Regions from separate parts of the Mus musculus genome. Here all the other regions are linked to region 2. A link is a contact called in public HiChIP or PLAC-seq and promoter capture Hi-C data. All regions are on one chromosome and are shown on one strand. Each heading gives the region's core, a stretch centred on a gene start, on an enhancer-like site or on the middle of the called end of the contact. The rest is flanking DNA. Distances are from core to core; before and after follow the strand shown. Region 1 has its middle 9.4 kb from the start of Gm46406. Region 2 holds the start of Cdkal1 (CDK5 regulatory subunit associated protein 1-like 1). Region 3 overlaps 2610307P16Rik (RIKEN cDNA 2610307P16 gene). Region 4 holds the start of 2610307P16Rik (RIKEN cDNA 2610307P16 gene). Region 5 has its middle 190 kb from the start of A330102I10Rik.

Region 1 (2,700 bases), core at 2-2,501, 920 kb before region 2:
GCAGGCTACTTAGGTGCATGTGCGTCTGTGTATGCCTGTGTTTGTTTGACTTTTTGAGGGAGGATCTTGATAGGTACCCTTGGCTGGCCCAGAACTCCTATGCAGCCCTCAAACTTAGGGCAAACTTCCTGCTTTAGGCTCCTGAGTGCTGGGTGTACTGGTAGGCAAATCGGCCTGTCCAGCTCTGTGGAGAATTAAACTCATGAGTCTAAAGACAGGCTAAGCTGTCACTGAGCTATAACCACATCCCCATGGAATTTGGGGGGTGGGGGTGGTGGCAGCTTCCTTATGTAGCTCTAGCTTGGCTTCTAGCTTGCAATACTTCTGCCTCAGCCTCCCACGTACTGGAATTGTAGGCACATACCACTAACCTCTTGCAATTTTATTTTGTCTTGAGACAGGACCTCACACATCCCAGCCTGCCTTCATACGTAGCTCAGGATGATCATGATTTCCTAGTCCTCCTGCCTTCCCCTCCTGAGTGCTATGGATTACAGACACGCCTTACCATATGCAGTAGCGTGGATCTATAACCCAGGGCTCTGTGTAAGCGCTCTCCAACTGAGCTACATCTTTAGCTCCCATGTAGTAATTTTTTTTAACTCTCAAGATTATTATATTAAAAAAAATGATGAGCAAAACCTTTAAATAAAGGCAGATATATATACAAATTGAGCTTTCTTTTGCCATCACAGCTAGGAGGCACTTGCAGGGAGACTGGTTTCTCCAGGGCCAGATTGGCATGCTAACTGGGTGCTCCTTGTCCTTCATTCCGTTGGGAGGCAGAGACTTAAGGTAGCAGAATACCTCCCCACTTATCTGGTGCTGAGCAGTGAAGAGGGTGTAAACTCAGAAGACCTATTTCATTGAATTGGGCCCATTATTCTTCCCTTTGAAAAGTTAAATTGAGTTCTGTGGTTGGTAACCAAACAGATTTTTACCCCAGTGACAGGATTAGCTTGCCTGAGACATACAGGCTAACAAGAAGCCTCACTCGCAGGGCTAACTCTCAATTTAGGGACTCTCTGAAGCAATTGTGACGGTCAAATAGGCCCCTCTGTGGGGTGTATTCTGCCTTGGATGCAGCATTCTGACAGGCTCTTCTGGGTGTGTAAAAATTTAAATCCTTTATAAACATCAATGATTGGCATAATTGGTGTAATTATAGGTATCTAAAAAGGAGAAAATGTCTGTGTAACAGCTGCCAATGGTTGGTTTCAGGAAACATGCAGTCACTTGTGGAGAGCTCGGCTCAGGGTATAAACACTTGGGTAATATTACTCCCAGAAGGACTAGCTTGAATCAGAGATGGCACAGAGATAGGAGGAAATTTGCCCTCTTCCAAAAACACAGAGCCACGTGTGAACCACAGGGAAGGAAGCACTTGGGGGTTTCTGCACGCATGCAGAGGTGGACACTTCCACAGGCTGCTATGCCCAGGAGACACAAGAGTGGGGATCTTCGGGGTCTTTTATCAGGCTTATTCTGTTTTAATTGTTCCGACAAGTATGAGAACTTCGCTAGTTACAGCAAGGATTGGAAAGCCATTAATAAGCCTCTCTCACATCCGTCTTTCTGCTTCAAGTTGTGGAAGAGACGTGAAATACTTGGGTCTGGGTTTCATTCATAAAATGCTCTAATTCCTTGAGAACTAGCCAGTTCTGTCAAGAAGACCGACTTACACCTGTGTCCCTGGACACTTACTCTTCCAGAGACCATGGATTGGAAAGGGGAGGGGGAGTAACTGGAAGGAGGAATCCACCCTTCAGCAGGTTCCCCAGCAGAATCTCAAGGCCTGTGACCAAAAGGCAGCTTGTTACTGCAGGCTTCTTTGCCCTCTTTCTCAGTATTCTTATTCTACCTTCTTTCCTGTCTTTTCTTCCTTCCTTCCTTTCTCCTTCCCTTCCCTTCCCTTCCCTTCCCTTCCCTTCCCTTCCCTTCCCTTCCCTTCCCTTCCCTTCCCTTCCCTTCCCTTCCCTTCCCTTCCCTTCCCTTCCCTTCCCTCCCCTCCCCTCCCCTCCCCTCCCCTCCCCTCCCCTCCCCTCCCCTCCCCTCCCCTTCCTTTCTCTCTTTCTTTTTCTTTGTCAAACTACCCACACTTCACCAATGAACAGCTTTACATCTCTGTTTCAACTTGAGCCAAATCTAGTTGTCAAGAGAGCAAGGACCATTTATTCAAAATATTTTAATCCTAGTGAAATTATATATTTACCTAAATGGCAGATGTGGGTTTTATTTTGTTTTAAATGGATGGGAACTTTCATGCTATAATGGAGACTCTGACAAAGATAGTGAGTTTGGAGTCATGGATAACTCTGTCCTGTGTGTGTGTGTGTGTGTGTGTGTGTGTGTATTATACATGTATGTACATTCAAGTATGTGTACCTATCTGTATGCAGATGTCTACTTTAGGTGTCTTCCCCCATCACTCTCTACCTGCTCTTTTCATTATCTTTTATATCTCACTATGTAACTCTGGCTATCCTGGAACCTACTGTATAGATGGGGCTAGCCTCAACTCACAGAGATCTGCTTGCCCTTGTTTCCCAACCACTGTGCTCAGCTTCCACCTTATTGTTGAGATTGGGTTTCCTCACTGAGCCTGGAACTCGCTGAGCCTGACTAGCTGGCCGGTGAGGTCCAGGGATCTTCTTGCCTCCGCCTCCTGAGCACAGGGATTACAAGTGTATACCGTTACAC
Region 2 (2,700 bases), core at 182-2,681:
TTGCAAGTTTGGTCTATATAGTGAGTTCCAGGCTAACAAGGGATAAACATTAAGACAACATCTCAACAAATTTAAAAAATAAAAATAAATTTTAAAAAAAAGAGAGAGAGAGAGGGAGAGAGAAACAAGACAACCCAGCTAGAAGAGGTACAGAAACAAGCCTTCAGGAATGCCATATTTGGGCTGCAGAAATGGCTCAGAGTTAAGAGCACTGATTGCTCTTCCAGAGGACCAGGGTTCAATTCCCAGCAACCACATGGCAGCTCTTACCTGTCTGTAATTCCAGGATCTGATAACCTCACAAAGACATACATGCAGGCAAAATCCCAGTGCACATAAAATTATAAATACATATTTTAAAAAAAGAAAGAAAGTCATATTTAACAGCCAGGTAGAGAAGTAGGATATAACAGGGACTAAGCAACAGCCAAACAAGAAAACAGATGTGCCACAAATGGGAAAGAGAGCATGTCTCGCTTCTTAATGAAAATGAAAAACTAAGGAAGAGATACAAAAATGTCTCTCCGATGAAGTTATAGGGAAATCTAGTTTTCACAAAATGATACTGGCTAATTACTAAAAACTTAAGACATCTTTCTTCATATTCTAATGCAGAACTAATTACTCAAATATTAGAAACTAAAATAAACCAATACCTTGATTTTCTGAAATTGGTCTCAAGTCCTCTTGAAAGATGAATCTGAAAAATTAAAATTAATTAGAAAATGCGAGTACCCTATAAGTTCATAAAACCAGTGTATGACCTCTTTACAACTTCCTTAAAAAAAAAAAAAAAAAAAAAAAAAGGATGCATCTAGCCACTTTTTAAACTGCTACCCTGCACTGTAACACCTGAGCACAATGAAAATCACCAAGTAAGAAACAAGTGATCCCTTATGACACAGGAAAGTTTTCTAAGCAAGGGAGCAAAGAAAAGAGGGGAAGGGGGCGCAAAAACACAAGCGACCTCTGCCCCTATGCCCAACTTCAGTGCAAAACACTCATCTCCTGAAGCCCTGATCGCGTAGCACAAGTACATTCACGGGTAAAGCGAGAGGGGAAATGAGGCTAGAGCAGAATGGAAGTCCCTGACGTCGCCAGCCAGCAGTGTCTGCCGCCACGCCGGCCTCTCTCCAGGCAGCGCTCCAGAGTCCGACTCTCCACGCCAGCCGCCAAGTCTTTTCCAAACTGCGAGAACAAGCGGGCGATCGGCCCAAAGGAGAAAACCTGCGGAAACGAAGCTCCGCCCAAAATGCAGCTCGGCCCACGGTCGCTGAGCACTGATCCATTTGCCCCAGTATACACAGATCCAGAACTTCACCTGTCCGAACTGAGAGGAAAAAAACCACAAGCCCCTGCCAGGAAACTGCACAGACTTCAGATGGAGAGCGCCATGACACTTGTGTCCCGCCGGGCTGATTTGCGCATGCTCCGCGACGGTAGACCGGAGAGGTCAAAACAGATCGTTGTTTCAAGTTTGCGTTTGTTTTTATCTATAATTATTACCACATTCTTCTACAAACAAAGGTGAAAATACACTCCTACCTCATTATGTTAGCTTATCAACTAACTTCTGCTAAGTTATAACCTTATAACTTGTCCTGCACAGTTAAGAGATTAACATAAACATCTTGCCATTTATTATTACTACTCATTATTCACAAAAAGGGACTGGAGACTTTAAATACTTACCAGAATAATTACCTCCGGAGTAAATCATTTTCATTACATTCATTACATTTTATCAGTTCCCTCCTCTATCTATCTATCTATCTATCTATCTATCTATCTATCATCTCTATCTCTTTTGAGACAGCATCTCTCTATAAAACCTTAATTGCACAGTCACTCATTATATGGAATGAACTGGCCTCGAACTCACAGATCGACCTGCCTTTACCTCCAGATCTCTAGGATTAAAAGCATGCTCCACCATGCCCAACTAATTTCCTTCTCTTCTATAGAGAAGAATAACTAAAATAATAGTTGTTCTATCGAATAACAGAAGTCAATTAACACCAAACTCGTGCCCACATCTACCTCCTACTGCTGGGATTACGGTTGTGGCCCACTGCAGTAGGCTTATATTTCTGCTTCTGCAGAGACAATTCAGCCGAGGTAGTCAGGTTTCATTTAATAATTCCATAAGAATACATAAGAAGAAACCTTTATACTTTCTTTGTCAGTAATGCATAACTTTATATTTAAAAAGCAAAAAGAAAGGAATGATGTGAAAAATATGGAACAAAATCTTTATGTTTTCAAAGGGATGAAGATTTTTGTTGAAGGATGAGTGGTTTAGCAGTCTGTGTATTGGGACCCAGGGACTTCTGCATGCTAAGCAAGCACTGTACCACTAAGCTGCATCTCCTGACCCTAGGTTTGTTGTTGTTGTTTGTTTTCTTGCTTTTGTCTCCATAGTGAAAACTGAATGGGAAAATGTTAGCAATAATAAAACCAATGGACAAAGGAATAATAAATCCAGAAATTACAAAAAATTAAAAACAGATTTAGTTTATAACTTTAGCAATTATCGGTTGTACTATTGAATTTAAACCAATCAATAACTTTTCATGAGACACAATGTGTGTGAGTTTAATTCGCTCTTTAAAAAGTGCATATGAATTGTTTGTGCAGAGATTGCATGGACATAATAGCGACAGTCTTAAGACAGATAAGTCTATTTCTTAGGCGAATGGG
Region 3 (2,700 bases), core at 81-2,580, 990 kb before region 2:
ATCAAAGAAAAGTTCTGGTTTTGCTAGAACAATTATGTGTGTCAAGTATAGAAAGAACACCCTCTTTTCAGAAGATAGAGAATTGCCTTCCAGCAGAGAGAGAGAGAGAGAGAGAGAGAGAGAGAGAGAGAGAGAGAGAGAGAGAGAATGAATCAGAGGGGGTGGGTAGGTGCCATAAACATGGGGGTGGGCATGCTAGAATATCAAGTCATTCAATAGGAACATTAAGTCCTCAGCTCATCTTCAGTAGTGGCATCTAGTCCCATAGCAGGGCCACAGTCTTGCCGCACTATGACTTCCTGGGCCTCCTGGTACAGAAAATGCAGTACGTGCTTCTAACATACACGCCAACCTATGCATCATAAAGAATGAATTCACTGCGGCAGATCCAACAGAAATAATTCCCAATAATTTGTCAGAATTAACCTTTTGGTAAAACATAAATTTGTCTAAGTTTAAAGCACTTGGAAGGGGCGCAGGGGTCCACTGGTATTATCCAGATGCTGCGTCAGCAAGTTGACAGTAGCGAAAAAAGACCAGTGCTGAACACAGCGACTGCCCTGTTCACTCCATCTTCAGCACCATAAACAGAAGCTGCCAGTTCAGCACAGGCAGGCAGTGATTCACCGGCAAGTACCCCTTCCATGGTTAGTCCTAGAAATGTCAAATCGTGTAATTAACAACAGACCCTAACAAGTTTGCAGTCAGGTCTATAGTAACAAATGAGGAGTTTCAGGCCAGCCTTTTCAAGTGTTCTCAGGCTTACGATTCTTAGTATTCAGTAGCCACCATCCCATAGAACACAGAAGAATCCCAGTCCCCACGGGGAGATTTCTGTGTTGGAAGCAATTACTGCACACTCGATTTCCTCCAAACGTTGGCCAAGAGCCTGCACCCTTATTGTTCTTTCCTGAAAGAAGGGAATCTGGCTAAAATCAGCACTTTCTTCTAGACATTTCAATAGTCATCACTATTCAAGATCTTTTTTAACATTAAGTTTTTATGACCAAATACAAAACAAAACTAACCCAAAGAAAGGCCAGTGAGTTTGCTTAGTGGTAAAGACATTTTGCTGAGTTAGATCCTTAGGCCCACATGGTGGAAGGAGAGAACAAATTCCCAAAAATTGTCTTCTAATCTCTACAGACAGGCTCCAACACTAGCACCTATGCAGAGTGACACAAAACCACAAAATACATAAACGAACTAGCTAGTAAAGAAGTATAACTTTTAATTTTTTTTTTTTTAAGTAGATAAGGTAGGCTTGATGGCACATACCCTTAAGTCCAATACTGGGGAAGAAGTAGCAGGCAGATCTCTTATGAGTTCAAGGCCAGCCTTATCGTCATAGGAAGCCCAGGTCAGCCAGGGACACATTAAGAAATCTGGTCTCACAAAAAGTTAATAATTAATTGCAAAGTAAAAACTTTTAAAATCTGGGATTTTCCTGATAACAATAAGAAAAAAATTTTGTGGCAACATTTCCATGAGTCCAGAAAAACCTGAAAAATCTATGTAGTTTTCACAATTTTATTATTTTACAAAATAATTTTATTATATTATAAAAACTTTAACATGGATTAGAATGCTCAATATTTATAGAATAGTCAGCATTTTTTTGTTGTTGTTGTTCTTGTTTTGCTTTTGTTTGCGGGAGAGGGCTGTTTGTATTGGTTTGGTTTGGTTTTAGTTTTTTGAGATAGGGTTCCTCTATGTAGCCCTGACTGTTGTGGAACATGCTACATAGACAAGGCTGGCCTCAGACTTACAGAGATCCACCTGACCCTGCCTCCCAGGTGCAGGGTTTAAAAGACATGCAGCACCACTGCCTGGTGAATAGTCAACATTTGTATGAAAAATACTTGAAAATATAGATCCCTGGTCAATCCAAAGACCAAAGTAGTTGAATCGAGCCTTTCCAAGACATTTCAGCCTGATTATTCTGAAACATTTCATAAAATGGATTTAAATTTCCCTTGGATATCTCACCCAAATCAGAAAAGCAAATATATTAATTTCCCTTGGCATGACTGTAGCCATCTTGAATCACAACCCTTTGACTGTCCTTGAGATTTTCCTCCACACTTTCTCAGCAAACTAGGTTTAAGGGTGAAGTTAGCAAGACTCATCTCTAGCCCTTGCAGATGCAACTCACTCCTTGGCAAGTCACTCAGCTTCCACAGGACCAGCTACCCTTGCTTGTCACAAGCCACACACTTCCGAGATGAAACCACCTTACAATGTCAACCAATATTGACATCTACTGAACTGTTTGACAACCATTAGCCTAGCCAATACAAGTGAATAGCCAACTCTTCCTTCATTTCTAGGTAGACACTTAAAAATCTGTGCTAAATGCATCAGCCCACTGCTGTCAGGAACTTCTAATGGAGCTTTACGGACAAGTAAATAGAGCTCATGGCTCAGTAGGCTGATGGCCAGGTCTCTGTATTCACAGTTGTAATTAACAATGGACTACATTAATTGGTTGGATAAATGAAGTCTCTCTAAGCCAAACACTATGGCGATGGTTGTCATCTTCATCATGCAGCCTAAAACAAGAATCTTAAACCTATGCTCAGAAGCCAAAAATAAATAAAATAAAACCATTGTGAAGAAACTTAGAATTCCTAAGTAGTCACAAAGGAATTAAACAGAGCCCAGGATTTCCATGGAACCTAGGAGAAAGGATCATTTCAT
Region 4 (2,700 bases), core at 193-2,692, 970 kb before region 2:
ATAAAGCCAACCTCTGTCCTTTGGACCCTAACTTAGATCTCTAAGTTATCTTTTTTTGTTGTTGTTGTTTAATGAACGCAAGTGGCTGGTAGAGATAAACAACTTTTGGAACGAAGTAGAAAAACAGCAAAAGATAGTTCATATAAAGTGAAGATATTGACTTACTGAGCAAGAACCAATGCAGAAGCATTCCGAAGTTAGGGGACTTGGGAAACAAAGTTAGGAAGCCGCCCTTCACCGCTATCTGGAGGGAACCTCGCTGCTTCCCCGCTGAACAGAGACGAAAAGCCGCCGCTCTTTTGGGCGGGTGTGGCCGATAGAAACAAAAGGTTAAAACACAAAAGGCGGGGCGGAGGGCTAGGTCAGGGGAGCTCGGCAGGCTCGTGGTTCCCTTCCTATTCAGACTGGCTGAGATAGGCCCGGGGGTCGCCAACACCTAAGAGAGGATGGATCCCGACGAGGACAGCAATAGGTCATTCTGGGTGGGTCATTAAACTGAACCAAACCACGGAGGTGAGGGGAGCGGACTCTTAACTAATGGTCCAGGCCCCATCAGCTTCATCTGCGCAGCTCTTGACAGTCTGGAACCTGTGGCTTCCTCAACTGGACCCCAGCCCCCAAAAACTTCCCGGACTCCTATTAATTTGCTGGAACTCCCTTACCACCCAAACCCTGTCTACATTCTATTGTTGCACGCTTCGTGTCTCCAGAGCGCTCCAGAGACAGTGAAGTTTGAAAACGCGTGAGGAAATGACCCCCACCTCTGCATCTTTCTTTTTTTGTGACCAAAGTCAGAGCTTATGTGTGGGTGAGCCTGATCTAATTCCCATTCTTATCAGAACGTTTTCCTCCAATCTACACACAACCGGGGAAAAGCGAGGCAGTATCCAGTTTGGATGCCCTTCTTCTTAGCCCCTCACCACCCCTAAAGAAGAAGCACAAGAGATGAAGGCGTTTAAAATAAACAAAACAATCTGTGCGAGAGTTTAAAAGAACAAAAGAAAAGGAGAACCGGGAAAAGAGATACAATTAAAAAATAATAATAAAAGACAAGAAACAGAAAGAAACAGTCAAACTTGGCTGCTAGATCTATGACTTTGCCCTCGGAAGGGCTGGGAGCAGGGGGACCTGAGGGAAGCAGGACAAACAGGACAAGTCACTCACCTTCTCCCTCCACTTCGTCGCACTTTGAAGGGACATTGTTTCCATTGTTGCAGCCTGCGAGGCGCTAGGATACTTTTGCGCAGCCTGACAGCGGAGAAAGTCGCGTTGACAAAGTTGCGAGAAAGAGATACTCGGGCGTCCAGGGAGCTGGAGAAGGAGTTCATCAGAGTTTCCCCTTTTGTTCCAAGTCCCAGAGCAGACAAAGAGGCGGAGAGCCGCGGCAGGTTTCTCCCTCTCACCCCTTCCTCCTCTCTCCCTCCCCTCCCTCCCCGCCCCCTCCCTCTCCCCGCATCTCCCGCCCGACTCTAAGCCTTGGTGCGCAGCTCCGGCTGCTCTGTCCCCAAGACCAGCAACTCAGTCCCGACCCTCTCTCCTTCCATCTCCCCGAAAACTTTGCCCAGAAGATGCGGGTCTTGGTCCCTTCTCACACCCTTTGAACACCCAGCTTCCAGTCCGCGCTCTCACGCCCGGGGAAATCTCCAAACTCATTGTTTCCGGGAGATGCACCTCTTTGTTTGCACTTTCCCTGCCAATCAGGGAGAGGAGCGGTTCACTTTGGCAATGAGTTTCTGCCATTTCTCAGCATCCCAAGAGATGTAATATGAAGGAGCCAGTCAACCCTTTAAGGTAAGAGGTACAATCATAGGTAGGGCTCACAGATGCCTCTCCATCCATGACCCTCCATCCTATGTACCCTCTTCCAACCAACAGCCTGGAAGAATTCAAAGAAGTTCTAAGTGATGGAAAAGTCTCTTCTCCCTCCCTCATCAGTGCCCACACAGGACCCTAGGGGAAAACCCTCAAATCTGCATGGCAGAGGCCACTAAGTATCCCACAGGGACCTACACCTTGCCCTTGTAGGTTACCTGTTGCTGCTGGTACTATGCCACTCATGGGGGGTGGGGGGGGGCCTGAACAGAGACCACCGGCTCAAACCTCAGAGAACTTCCTCTTATCTCCAACTATATTAACAAGACTCTCAGGTTAACATGGCTCCTTCCCAAACCTACTGTTCCTTCCTAGTTCCCTTCCTTTCACAGCTACAGGGTCTTCCTCCTTCACTTCTAACTCCCCATCCTCTTCCCTCCCCCACCTTCTGGTCCTGGGCAAGCCAGGTGTCTTCCTTGTCTGGGAGTCTCTCAGTCTTTCTTAGAGCCTTCTGAAAATCATCCATCAGTTCCAGAACTGGGGTCCCCACTTTACACCGCAGCATTCAGCTCTCATCCCAACATGGTTTCCCCCCACCCCAGGAACTCAAAGCTGCACCAATTTCCTTTCTAGATCTCACCAGAATAGAAGAAAAGCAGGAAGGTGGGAGAAGGTAGAGGGACACGCAGCCTTTTATATTCAGTCTTCAGGGCAAAGGGGGTTTAAAAAAAAACACTCAAACATTCCAAAGCAAATATTCAACCTCCTGCTGGTGTCCACGCACCTTATATACTCTTTCTCCAAATCTAGACAGGGAAGACCCAATGAGTTGTTAAATGTGAGGGTAAAGAGATGGGGTGAAAGGGGGCATAGGGAGCTGTATTCCTG
Region 5 (2,700 bases), core at 23-2,522, 640 kb before region 2:
AATAATGGGTGAAGGTTAGAGGAAGATTAGAGAAGAATGTCGAGCAAAACACATTATATGCATCTATGAAATTCTCAAACAATGACAAACAAGTGCAAAAACAAAAAAGAGCACAAAGAAAAGCTATTCCCCCAACCCTGAAGGTTTATCCAAGTAACTTTGGGGGTTCAGATGTTCAGAAATCAGATTCGGAGAAAATACAATGCCCGAGTATGGTGGCTTCACCTGCTGATCATAGGCAGAGAGGGAGAGAGAAGCAGTCTCCAGCCCTAGACAGACTCACAGCTGAGCTGTAACTCTGAACTCCTGCGGAGAAATCACACCAAGTTTCCACCCTTTGTTCCTTTAGAGGAGGTCTCACTCCCAGGCCCAAGGTGTCCTGGAACTTTCTATGTTGCCTAGGATTGCCTTGAATTTGAAGCCACCCTCCTGCCCTCAGCCTGAAGTGCTGGCACAGAAGGCAGGAGCTACCTCAGCTAGTTGTTTTGCTGCTTGGGCAAAGAATTCGAAGAGCATATAATTAGCAGATGCAGAAACCTTGGCAACATTGTCTACACCTGCAAAGCTGCTATTTGGGACACTGGGTCCCAATAAATACCCAGGGTGGTGGCAGATTTTCTTTTTTCCCTGTGTGAAGAAAGTTAAGCCTTATCTAGGTGGTCCCAGGGAGACCTCGTAGTGTGACCCTTTCTGTTCTTGTTTTCTTCTTGCTGCACGGAGACCCAGGCTTGTGTCCTTTAGGACCTCGTGACTTAAGATAGCTACCATTATAGAATTTGACTTTGCCAGAAGCATTTTCGTCTCAAACAGAAAACAAAAATAGATGCACTTCAAAAATGATCCGAGTGTTGTTGCGCTTCTGATGTCGTGTTTTTCATCTTCCCAGCCGCGGTAAAAAGAAATTCCTGCCATTTGAAATAATCGCCAACTCTCCTGAGAAGCGTTAACAATTAAGCAGCTCTAGTGTGTGTGGCCCAGCCCTCCCTCCGCCTTCCTGGCTAACCTGTGAGCAGCACAGTGAACCAGAGGCGGTAATAGGAGGGCGCTCAGCAGGTAAGGAGAAGGTTCTTTTTCCTCTAAAAGACACCACAGCACAAGCTCGCTTTGATAAGCCCCACCATTTCTCCTCAGCGTGATGTTTCCTTTTGTGCCGGCGAGAGCTCATGTGGGCCCTGACCCCAACTCCCCCCGCCCCCGCGCACATTTAAAACATTAGCAGGAAACAGAAGTCGAAGACATTGCTCCAAAGACAGAAACGTTCTTTGTCAAGTCATTCCTCTTCAGTTTGCTTTGTTCCCGAGAAGGACCGCTGTAACCTGATAACCCCAAGCTCCGAGCACAGAGGCTCCGCCCCTTTCCCAGGCAGCTGCCTGGACAGGTAACTTGGGAGCAGCTGAAGGTCAATGAAGAAGAAATGTCAAGACGCGTGCAAGCTGAAAGAATTCTTCTGCCTTTAAAAGGGGAACGAAACTTATTTTTATCTCTACATCTATAAATAATTATGTGTGTTAGAAGTAATGCTAGGTTTTTTTCTTATGTCAGTGTCAGTGAGCACAAGAAAGGGTTAAATGTATTGGGAGTCGTCAGGTTCCAAGAAAGATCTGAGCAGCCTACAGCAATATATAAAATTTAAATCGAGATGTTAGCTTGTTTCGTCAATTAAAATTAAAATACATATAAAACAAAATATATGCGCACACTTCCCCTGGCCTTTGATTTCTTTCTTTTAAATTTTGAGATGGGGATCTCACTAAGTTGTCCAAGATAGTTTCGAACTTACTCTGGAGTGCAAGCAGACTGGTGATGCTTCTGCCTTGTGGTCTTGAGCAGCTTAGATTACAGACCTCTATCACTAGGCCTCACTCCACAACACATAGCCTTTTTAAAGTGCACAAGTCAATAGTATTAATTATGTCCACATTGCTACGCAACCAGTCTCTATACTAATTCTGTCTTCTTCTTCTTTCTTCTTCTTCTTCTTCTTCTTCTTCTTCTTCTTCTTCTTCTTCTTCTTCTTCTTCTTCTTCTTCTCCTTCTCCTTCTCCTTCTCCTTCTCCTTCTCCTTCTCCTTCTCCTTCTCCTTCTCCTTCTCCTTCTCCTTCTCCTCCCTCTCCTTTCCCTCCTCCTCCTTCTTCTAATTTTTCTTTGTCTTCATCTTGCCACACCCCTTTGTGTGTGTATGTGTGTAGCTTTTTCACATGTATTCTGAGAATGAAACTCAAGCTTGTAAGATAAGCACTTTACTGACTGAGCCATCTCCCTAACAAAAACAAACTCAATATCCATGAAACAGCTTACTGCTAACAAGTTTTTATTCATAACAAGTTTGTGTATTAACTATTGAAATTAATTACACTAAATAAAGACTAAGTCTGGCATGTAACCCCATCAATAAGGAGGAGAGATAGGAGGCTTGTTATGAATCCAAGACCAGCATGGGCAAGATAGCAAGACCCTATCTAAAAGGAGAAAAACAAAGAACAAACAAAATTGAATCAAAGTATCATGATCGTAGCTAGTCTTTAATTTTTTTTAAGCTCCACTTATTTGTTTGTTTGTTTGTTTGTTTGCTTGTTTATTTCAGGAACACGCTATAGAATATATAGAGGTCAGAGAAGCCAATTTTCTCCTTCTATGGTATGAGCTTCAGGGGCCAAACTCAGGTCCTCAAGCTTGGTGACAGGTACCTTTGACCCACTA

Evidence for each region. Promoter capture Hi-C pulls out the DNA fragments that hold promoters and counts their contacts. HiChIP or PLAC-seq counts read pairs in DNA pulled down with a chosen protein or histone mark.
Region 1: an H3K4me3 HiChIP or PLAC-seq map of embryonic basal ganglia shows a contact between it and region 2, with 5 times the contacts expected there. The contact joins the enhancer-like site here to the promoter of Cdkal1 in region 2. A contact is called at or near these places in 5 of 39 promoter capture datasets (the HPC-7 cell line, cranial neural crest, hematopoietic stem and progenitor cells and 2 more), 1 of 484 Hi-C or Micro-C datasets (bone marrow-derived macrophages), 10 of 115 datasets of contacts at active chromatin or transcription factors (bone marrow-derived macrophages, craniofacial prominence, embryonic basal ganglia and 7 more) and 1 of 9 other capture datasets (pancreatic islet).
Region 3: a promoter capture Hi-C map of liver shows a contact between it and region 2, with 2.4 times the contacts expected there. The contact joins the enhancer-like site here to the promoter of Cdkal1 in region 2. A contact is called at or near these places in 2 of 39 promoter capture datasets (liver and pre-B cells), 1 of 15 datasets of contacts at CTCF or cohesin (the NIH/3T3 cell line), 2 of 484 Hi-C or Micro-C datasets (common lymphoid progenitors and myocytes), 1 of 115 datasets of contacts at active chromatin or transcription factors (bone marrow-derived macrophages) and 1 of 9 other capture datasets (adipose tissue).
Region 4: a contact with region 2 is called in a promoter capture Hi-C map of pre-B cells, with 6 times the contacts expected there. The contact joins the promoter of 2610307P16Rik here to the promoter of Cdkal1 in region 2. A contact is called at or near these places in 3 of 39 promoter capture datasets (cranial neural crest, hippocampal neurons and pre-B cells), 1 of 15 datasets of contacts at CTCF or cohesin (the NIH/3T3 cell line), 2 of 484 Hi-C or Micro-C datasets (myocytes and pre-B cells), 8 of 115 datasets of contacts at active chromatin or transcription factors (bone marrow-derived macrophages, craniofacial prominence, embryonic forebrain and 4 more) and 1 of 9 other capture datasets (embryonic stem cells).
Region 5: a contact with region 2 is called in an H3K4me3 HiChIP or PLAC-seq map of embryonic stem cells, with 4 times the contacts expected there. The contact joins the enhancer-like site here to the promoter of Cdkal1 in region 2. A contact is called at or near these places in 5 of 39 promoter capture datasets (the 3T3-L1 cell line, liver, pre-B cells and 1 more), 3 of 115 datasets of contacts at active chromatin or transcription factors (bone marrow-derived macrophages, embryonic stem cells and stem cell-derived neural progenitor cells) and 3 of 9 other capture datasets (adipose tissue, liver and pancreatic islet).

Annotation. Positions count from the first base shown.
Region 1 is chr13:28,934,625-28,937,324 of GRCm38.p6, forward strand. No RefSeq gene overlaps it. Among named protein-coding and RNA genes, the nearest start is that of Gm46406, 9.4 kb to the right of the region's middle. Within about 2 kb of position 1,252, at least 3 of the 459 cell types and tissues checked have an H3K27ac peak or open chromatin away from gene starts, as enhancers often do. A contact at or near this core is called in embryonic basal ganglia, where this site is marked.
Region 2 is chr13:29,854,242-29,856,941 of GRCm38.p6, forward strand. It overlaps Cdkal1 (CDK5 regulatory subunit associated protein 1-like 1), which reads right to left and starts at 1,432. Exons shown (of 16, transcript NM_144536.3): 1 at 1,322-1,432; 2 at 657-700.
Region 3 is chr13:28,859,456-28,862,155 of GRCm38.p6, forward strand. All of the region lies in intron 2 of 2610307P16Rik (RIKEN cDNA 2610307P16 gene), which reads right to left. Among named protein-coding and RNA genes, the nearest start is that of 2610307P16Rik, 25 kb to the right of the region's middle. Within about 2 kb of position 1,331, at least 19 of the 459 cell types and tissues checked have an H3K27ac peak or open chromatin away from gene starts, as enhancers often do. A contact at or near this core is called in liver, where this site is marked.
Region 4 is chr13:28,883,980-28,886,679 of GRCm38.p6, forward strand. 2610307P16Rik (RIKEN cDNA 2610307P16 gene) reads right to left here and starts at 1,443. Exons shown (of 8, transcript NR_045054.1): 1 at 1,165-1,443.
Region 5 is chr13:29,209,614-29,212,313 of GRCm38.p6, forward strand. It overlaps a transcript of Cdkal1 not described here. Among named protein-coding and RNA genes, the nearest start is that of A330102I10Rik, 190 kb to the left of the region's middle. Within about 2 kb of position 1,273, at least 115 of the 459 cell types and tissues checked have an H3K27ac peak or open chromatin away from gene starts, as enhancers often do. A contact at or near this core is called in embryonic stem cells, pancreatic islet and stem cell-derived epiblast-like cells, where this site is marked.